3 separate regions of the Mus musculus genome follow, and regions 1 and 2 are each linked to region 3. The links are chromatin contacts, called in public promoter capture Hi-C maps. All regions are on one chromosome and are shown on one strand. Each heading gives the region's core, a stretch centred on a gene start, on an enhancer-like site or on the middle of the called end of the contact. The rest is flanking DNA. Distances are from core to core; before and after follow the strand shown. Region 1 holds the start of Rhbdf1 (rhomboid 5 homolog 1). Region 2 holds the start of Cpeb4 (cytoplasmic polyadenylation element binding protein 4). Region 3 holds the start of Rtn4 (reticulon 4).

What was found. Promoter capture Hi-C pulls out the DNA fragments that hold promoters and counts their contacts.
Region 1: a promoter capture Hi-C map of pre-B cells shows a contact between it and region 3. The contact joins the promoter of Rhbdf1 here to the promoter of Rtn4 in region 3. A contact is called at or near these places in 2 of 39 promoter capture datasets (liver and pre-B cells) and 1 of 115 datasets of contacts at active chromatin or transcription factors (astrocytes).
Region 2: a contact with region 3 is called in a promoter capture Hi-C map of pre-B cells. The contact joins the promoter of Cpeb4 here to the promoter of Rtn4 in region 3.

What each region holds. Positions count from the first base shown.
Region 1 is chr11:32,220,988-32,223,842 of GRCm38.p6, forward strand. Rhbdf1 (rhomboid 5 homolog 1) reads right to left here and starts at 1,306. Exons shown (of 18, transcript NM_010117.2): 1 at 1,182-1,306.
Region 2 is chr11:31,869,499-31,872,410 of GRCm38.p6, forward strand. It overlaps Cpeb4 (cytoplasmic polyadenylation element binding protein 4), which reads left to right and starts at 1,442. Exons shown (of 10, transcript NM_026252.4): 1 at 1,442-2,912. The coding sequence starts at 2,790.
Region 3 is chr11:29,691,464-29,694,391 of GRCm38.p6, forward strand. Rtn4 (reticulon 4) reads left to right here and starts at 1,435. Exons shown (of 9, transcript NM_194054.3): 1 at 1,435-2,230. The coding sequence starts at 1,726.

The DNA of each region.
Region 1 (2,855 bases), core at 56-2,555, 2.5 Mb after region 3:
GTGGACTTCCCAGTAAGGCTCCTGCAGAGGAGCTAGCCAGCCATGGAGGCTGCCTGGAGTTCTGTGGACTGGTGCCAGAACCTGTACTACCCTACCCTGTACTGTACTGGACCTACCCGACACCCTTGCCCTCTTACCCGGATTGCCCAGAATGACCCTGGTAAGCATAGGGCTCAGCCTCTGCAACCTCTTGAGAACTGGCCAGCTGCTGAGTTCCCCAGCATCCTCTAGGCTTAAGGGCGGGGGCAAGGGGCTGAGGCTCGCCCCATGGAGGTGGGGAGCACCTAGCCTGGGACTGCCCCGACTTCTTAGCTGGTCTAAACCTGAAAAGCCAGTTTCATCCTAGAATCTTCTCCCGGCTTCAACAGGAAGTGGGGAGGGGGGGCTTTCCCAGGACAGAGCGGGGGGCCTCCGGATCCAGGCCCCGCCCACGCAGACAGACACACTACTCCAAGAGGCACACGGAGCAGGAACTCTGGTCCGGACTATCTGAGCGGAAAGAAAGCCTAGGGGGAGTCCCTTGACCGTTCTCCACCCAGCTCTACTAGCGTGCTCCCAGCAGGACAGACAGGCCCTCTCGCCTATCCCTGAGCCCTTGGGGTCCGCGGTCACCCCACCGCGCCCAGGCCTACTTCAAGATCCCGACTGTGGCCTCGGGCTCGCCCCCGGGGCCACTGTACAGGGCAGGAGATGTCTTTGGAGGCACTTCCCGAGTTTGCCGATGCGAACCGGGCTGAAACGGGCCGAGCAGGCCCAGCCGAGCTCCCCGGCCCGCAGCTGCCACTGTTACTCCCGTGAGTGGGAGGAAGCGGACCCTGTGGCCCGAAGTCGCGCTCTCTGTGCAGAGTTTCAGACGCCACCTTCGGGGCCCTGGGAGCACGGAGGGCATGGGGTGTGGGGGCTGGCAGCGGAGGGGCCGCTCAGGGCGGCTGCGGCCCCCGGACTCCTGTCCCCGGGGACCCGGCGGGGCTGCTACTCCGCTGCCCCGCCCGCCAGGCCGCGCCGATCCGACCACGGGCTATTTCTGTGGGGCGCCGGGCTGGAATCCGGGCCGCGCCGCCTGCGCCGGCGCTCGGGAAACTCCGCGCACCGACTGCCAGCGATCGGCGGACACGCGCCAGAACGCAAGCTCCGCACTCGCCCGCCCGGAACCCCGCGCAAAGACCCCGGCCGCCACTCACCGCCGTAGGGTCCTCAGAAGGGTCTGCACCGGCTGCTGCCGCCGCTGCGGGCCGGGAGGGCGCCCGCGCCTAGTCCCTGCCTGCGCCGCCCGCGCGCCGGCCCGACCCGTCCGCCTGGGAATGCCACGGGCCGAGGGGCGTGCGCGCCGGGGGCGGGCCCGGCAGAGGGGCGGCCGCCTGACTCAGGGCTGAGGAATGCGCGCCGCCCGCTGCCAGCCCCGGGCGCCTCCTCCGGGAAGACCTCCGGCTGTGCTCTGCCAGGGGTCCCGCAGAGACACCTGTAGCTGGGAGTCGGGCTCGCCAGCGACCACCTTAATCATAACATCTGTCTTGGACTCGCCTTTCCATACTCCTTCATCTTGTGCTGCCCCTGTGCTTGGGAAGAGAGGAAGGGGACCTCCAAAGCAAGAGGGTGGCGTGGGAAGGGACCTAAAAGGCAGATTGAACGCCCCTTCCGAAGGCACGCACTGGCACATCACTGAGGGTCCCGAAGCTCTCACTTGTCCTGTGCACACGCGCCTGATCTTTCTAACAAACATTCATGCATTCAGGCCTCTCGCACCTGTTTACACAGACACGTGCGCACACCTATTCAAAATGCACTTCCATGGGCTCACACTCTCTACCCTAACACATTTATAAGTGTGCACACTCACGTTCATACACTGATACACCATTTCACAGGAACCGCAGCTCAGCAATTACCCCTTCCCCTACTTCTTTCCCAGCAGGTACAAGGGTTAGACTACACCTGCCACCCCTCAAGCCATTACATCCGCGCATGCGCTCACTCTTCTCTCTTCAGCCTCAGTGCTCACGTATAACGTCAGGCACGGTTCATCACTCTGTATACTGGACAGGAAGTGCTTCTTTTGCTCTCGGCTGAGGCTGAAGGCTGAGGGAGAAGAAAGCTGTCGTGGTGCAGATGTTCTGGGCTCCTGTAACCCACACATGCCAAGCCAGAGATGGGACAGTCTTCATGCCTAGCATTCTTGACTCATGCTAGGAATAAGCAGGGTCTGGACGCCCAAACTGGGCTGGCTGGAGGTGCGGGGGTTGCATCCTTTCTGGAAAATCAGGGAACCGGCCACAGGAACCGGGCATCTGGTGCCTGTAGGTCCCTACTCCTTCCTGCTGTGGATGCTGCAGGGTCACCTAGACCTTTGTTGAGACCTAGAAATCTATTACCAGCTGCAAGAAGTCCTACAGGAGACTCACTGTGAAGACACACCCAGGGGTCAGTCGTCTTTTCTTACAGAAAGAATTCTTCTGTGTTTATTTTTATCTCTGTGTGTGGTTGCAGGTGCCCACACATGCCAGAGGGGGCATCAGATCCTCCTGGAACTGTAGTTATAGGCAGTTGTGAGCTGTCCAGTGTGTGTGCTGGGAGCCAAGCTCTGGTCCTCTGTAAAGGCAGAAAGCTCTCTTAGCTGCTGAGCCATCTCTCCAGCCCAAGTCATCTTCAATGCAAGAATACCACAGTGCTGTCAGCACACAGTGACAGAAAAGTAGCTTTCCAGGACTCATTGCTCCATCGACCTTGGAGTTCCCATAGTGCAGGGGAGTCTGTGACAGCCCCCGCCCCTGGCAAACCCCTCCATGTCCATCCACACACACAGGCGTTGTTCCTGAGAGCATGATGCCTACAGACAAATGCCCATCTCAGCATATGGC
Region 2 (2,912 bases), core at 192-2,691, 2.2 Mb after region 3:
CATGTGAGCTCCAAACCAAATGGCATAAGAAACTAAATGATGAATTCAGATTTGAATATCAGACCTTTCAGAAAAGATTTCATTCTTGCTGCTTTTCTCTATGTATGTCTCCATTCAAGATTCCTCTCTGGTGCTTCCAATCTTCAATGTCAAATCTTTCGAGCAGTGGCTCTCAACCTTCCTAATGCTGCGACCCTTTCATACAGTTACTCGTGCTGTGGTGACCCCTCCCCACCATAAAATTACTTTTGTTGCTACTTCATAACTGTAATTTTGCTACTGTTATGAATTGTAATGTGAACATCTGTGTTTTCTGAGGGTCTTAGGCAATCCCTGTGAAAGGGTCATTGGACACCTCCCTGAAGGCATCACAACCCAGTTGTTGAGAACTACTGTTTTAAGCACTGATTTAGAGACATAAGCCACCAATGTAATATAATGCCATATAAAAGCATGAGCGGTATCGAGGGTCATGTATGCCTGTAAAAAGAGATTCCGAAGGCAGAGTAGGTAGGTTGGAGACTTACTCCTAAAACGAAATGAGAGTTTGCCAAGAGGAGACGACAAAGGCGTGGAAAAAGGCACAGAGAATACTGCCCACAGGACAATACGGAGTTTGGTCTTTATTCTCCAGGTAACGGACTGCCATTTTTAAAAAGGTATGAGCACAACAGGACCGTGACTGGAATTTCGTTTTTAGAAAAATCCCTCCGTTCTGCTTGGAAGGTGGAGTAGAAAGCTAATAGTTGGTGGCTCAGCCATGGACGCCTACAGCATCTGCATCTCAAAGGGAGGATGGGAGAGTAGGTGGTTCGGGTGGAGGAATGGAGACTGAAGGGAATCCCTCCGGAGACGTGCGTTCAGGATAAGGACTATGCAGTTCTAGGCACAGCACAGATGCCGGGAAAACCCGCCTCTCCTTCCATCCCTCGGGGGCGGAGCTCGGGCCAGAGCACGTGATGCCCGGGGCACCCACCTTTACTCAGGGCAGGCCTCTCGTTTATTCTAGGTTTCATGGGTTGCCACTTCGACCCCCAACACTTTAGCTCAGTGTTTCAGTGTGCAAGATGTCCATTCTCTTCCGAGCGTCTCTCTACGGACTTCCTAAGAAGCCTGCTTTGGGAACATAAATCGCAAAGGAATCTTTGCCCATAAAAAAGATGGCGGTGCACCGCTTGCACTGGGTGCGCAGACCCGAGGCCGACGCCGGCCCCGCTGGGCGAGGCGCAGGCGGAAGAGGCGGCTCTGAGATGACCAGAGACCTTCCTGGGTGGAGCTCTGAGGCTGGGAGGCGTGGCCTAGTCGGGATTGTGGTGTCGGATTGGTCTTCCGGCTGCTAGGCGTGGCCTCCGCAGCACCCCGCCCCTCCCTCATCGAACCGGAAGTGTCTCTCGGTCTTTCCAGCTGGTTGTCATTTCACTCGGCTCGGTCCTGAGGAGAAGGACTCAGCCGCGGCTGCGGGACCTGGGCACCGGAGGCAGTGGCGGCGGCGGCGGCGGCGGCAGCGGCGACAGCAGAGGAAGACGAGGAGGAAGAAGGAAGAAAAAGAAGAGCCAGACGGAGTCCGCAACGACGACAGCTGGGACTGCGGGACCGGGGAAAAGCGGCGGCGGCGGCGGCCCAGCAACCGTGAGGAGAAACAAAAGCCTTCTAAATTATAGTTTCCAATCAGTCTAGGGGAAAAGAGAGCGCGAGCCGAGGGGGGAGGCTTTTCTCCTGTAGAGTAACTACGGTAGCGGGGTTTTCCTTTTTGTCCATCCCCCTTCCCCCTCCCCCCGGCGGAGAATCGAACTGAGAGAACTGAACAAACCGCCCCTGGGTCCCATGAGGGAAAAAAATCCCGGAGCCGCAGAGAGGGGAAGAGGCAGAAACCGCAGGACCTTCCAGGTCGCCCCCTTGCTCCCCGCACCCCCGGGCCGCCAGCTTGCCCTTGTCCAGTCTCGCTAATCCCTCCTGATCGCGACACCCCCCAGAGGGAGAAACGGGTGTTTCCAACCCCTTTCATGGGGGAAAGGAGGCCGAGGGGAGCCCAAGAACAGCAAACGCAGCAAGATCTGCACCCGGAGCCCAAGGAACAGCCCCAGAGGCCCACACTGCACCCTACAAAAGAACAGAAACAGGACCAGGAACAGCAGAAATCTCCCTGCAATCATCTTTCCTTTAGTCAAGGCTGATTTCCTCTTTGGCAACCAGAAATTCACCTCCCGCCCCAGATAACCTAATATAATCTATCTATATATAAATATATAATATATAATGTTCTTAAATTATTCCTGATTTTTTTAACCAAGCTGCCAAGAAAAGAACGTATTCACCCCTTAATCCTATTCTAATTTTTATGTGAATCTAAACTGCTGAGGAAGACCATATGTGATTGTTAAATTTTATATATATATATTTTTACTCCGCACAATGCTTATTCTTCTATATCCATAGATGCTTGAGAAGCTGTGTTTTTGTCATTCATGAACATTTTCCTTTGGAAAAAGAAAGCGCCTATTTTACTAACCAAAGACTTGATTTTTACCTTTTTCCTTTTTTATTCCTTCCTTGAAATAAGCCCAATTGGATTCATATCAATATTTTAAGAGGTTTTTTTTTTTAGGTTCTTTTCCATTCAGAGAGACCAGAATTCCAAATCAGAGATACGTAGGGTGATAAGCTGTGATCTTTGAGTTAGCTATAAATAAGATACTTCAAGCAAACATATTTGAGATACAGGGGAGGAAAGACGTGAGACATTAGGTTGTCTTTTTTTTATTGTGAGATTCTGATCCTAAAAATAATAAATGGGGGATTACGGGTTTGGAGTGCTAGTGCAAAGCAATACTGGGAATAAATCTGCTTTTCCAGTCCGATTCCATCCACATCTGCAGCCTCCACACCATCACCAAAATGCCACCCCCAACCCT
Region 3 (2,928 bases), core at 185-2,684:
TGCATTTAAAAGTTTCTACAAGCTGCTTCAAAAAGAATACAAGTGAACTTGATAATATAGTGTACTCATCCCACTATATCCAAAATACTATCAATGCCAACATAAAACCAATGTGAAACAGAAATTATAACATTTCTTATAAATTCTGGGAATGTAGTGTGTATTTTATTCACAGAACACACTTCATTTCAGTGCTCAGGAGCTAAAAGCAGCCAGTTGCTTCAGTACTAGACAGTGCACATGTAGACTGAACAATTGGAATGCAGGCAATCCTCTCTCCAGAGTAGGCATGCAGCCAGTATTTTTGAAAAGTGTATAAGAAAGATAAAGGGACTCTGCAAACCTTGAAGCAAAGTTTTCTATGTTCTACCGTTTTCTTTCTTTCTTTCTTTCTTTCTTTCTTTCTTTCTTTCTTTCTTTCTTTCTTTCTTTTGATTTTTTGAAACAGGGTTTCTCTGTGTAGCTTTGGCTGTCCTAGAATTCACTTTGTAGACCAGGCTGGTCTCGAACTCAGAAATCCACCTGCCTCTGCATCCCAAGTGCTGGGATTAAAGGCATGTGCCACCACACCTGGCTACCGTTTTCTTTAAAGTGTAGCTTTGGGGGGGTGGGGGTGGGGGGGACCGCACATCAGGAGACATGCCATTCCAGCATATCAAACCAGTGAGTGTAGGGCTTCCCGACTCCTAGGAAGCCTGAATCATCCGGGATGTTGACTCATCAGCCTGAGGTGAGTGAAAAATAGTGAACCAATTTTGCCTTCCAAGGCATCTATTTCAACGTTCCTTCCCCCTTCTCCCTTTCTGGTGACTCATTCTCCGTGCACTTTTAGAGTCCAGCAGAATGCAAGGCCGAAAGCATTCTAAACAGTGAGCCCAGAGCTCCGGGTAATCTAGCACAGCTGTTTTGCCTACCTCATTCCAGGCCTGCAGTCTAGAAAGGGAGGGAACTTGAAAGTGTCAAATAAATGTTTTGTTTTTCTTTCTCCTTTTGAGGTGGTGGTAGTTATGCGTTGGGACCATGTCTGAAAATAAGTCTTTTATCTAAAAAAATCCGTAAGACCTAATTCAGTCTTGTTAGTACCTTTCTCCACTTTTTTTTTTTTTTTTCCCTTTTCGGGGAGGAAACTTTCCACTCCTAGGTCCCCAGGATAACGCCCTTCCACAGGCTTCTTGGAAAACTCTCCAAATCCTGGGACCGCAGCCCGCCCCCTTTTGGTAGACTAAAATCCCGCTGTAGGCAAGGCCAAGTCCCCGCCCCATTCCCCAACTACACTAGGTGGGGGTGGATCCCAGCTCCAAACCCCGCCCTCCGAACGCCACCAAGGAAGTATGGCAGGCTCCGCCTGCACCCTATTTCTATTGGACAACCCCGTGATCCATCTTCTCTATCCCGCAGCCTATTGGCTCTCTGTCCCCCGCGCCAGCCAGCCCTCCCCTGCCGGGAAGGTGAGTCACGCCAAACTGGGCGGAGAGTCTGCCCTCCTCTCTCAGTTGCTCATCTGGGCGGCGGCGGCTGCTGCAACTGAGGACAGGGCGGGTGGCGCATCTCGAGCGCGGAGGCAGGAGGAGAAGTCTTATTGTTCCTGGAGCTGTCGCCTTTGCGGGTTCCTCGGCTTGGTTCGGCCAGCCCGGCCTCTGCCAGTCCTGCCCAACCCCCACAACCGCCCGCGGCTCTGAGGAGAAGTGGCCCGCGGCGGCAGTAGCTGCAGCATCATCGCCGACCATGGAAGACATAGACCAGTCGTCGCTGGTCTCCTCGTCCGCGGATAGCCCGCCCCGGCCCCCGCCCGCTTTCAAGTACCAGTTCGTGACGGAGCCCGAGGACGAGGAGGACGAGGAAGACGAGGAGGAGGAGGAGGACGACGAGGACCTGGAGGAATTGGAGGTGCTGGAGAGGAAGCCCGCAGCCGGGCTGTCCGCGGCTCCGGTGCCCCCCGCCGCCGCACCGCTGCTGGACTTCAGCAGCGACTCGGTGCCCCCCGCGCCCCGCGGGCCGCTGCCGGCCGCGCCCCCCACCGCCCCTGAGAGGCAGCCGTCCTGGGAACGCAGCCCCGCGGCGTCCGCGCCATCCCTGCCGCCCGCTGCCGCAGTCCTGCCCTCCAAGCTCCCGGAGGACGACGAGCCTCCAGCGCGGCCTCCGGCGCCAGCCGGCGCGAGCCCCCTAGCGGAGCCCGCCGCGCCCCCTTCCACGCCGGCCGCGCCCAAGCGCAGGGGCTCGGGCTCAGTGGGTGAGTGCTGCTGCGCGTTACGCCCCTCCCTCTTTTGTGTCTTGGCCCGGGGGAGGAGGGGACGGGCAGGGCTGCTCGGGACCCTAGGGCTTTGTCTACGAGTGGCAGGGTGATGGCGCCCCCGCTGGCGGGAGGCGGGCAGAAGGGTGGGGCGGCCTCGGAAGCCTGGGTGCCTTCATTGTTTGTCGGGGTTTCGGGGAGCACGTGCACCGCTGCCAAGTCGCTGGTTCCCATTCCAGCACGAAGTTCTCGCCTATCAGCAGCTAGGAGTGTGTTGAAGAACTAGGATGGTGGATTCCTTGGGCTGGGCTGGGCTGGGCTGGGCTGGGCTGGGCTGGGCTGGGCTTGGAGGTGGGAATGGGAAGGCTGTGGTGCCCTAATCCCTTTATTTAAAGGATGGGCGTTTGTCGACCACTCTACAGTTTTTTTATTTTTTAGGGCCTGCCTTCCTTCCTGCCGGGCGTCGGGGGATCCCCTTGCACTAATCCCCTGTTTCTTTCTCCCTTTATTGGTGGGGAACTGGCCGAGCTGCTAACGTCTATACAGTAACCCAACTGCGGTGAAGGGGGAGCGAGCGCCTCCAGTGGCGTGGTTCCAGGAGAAAAGGGAAGGAGAGACTTTTGGTGAAGTTCTGCCACCGCCCAGTTCATTTGTGTTTAATGTGGTGATTCCTACACCAGCCTGAGAAACGAGATCTG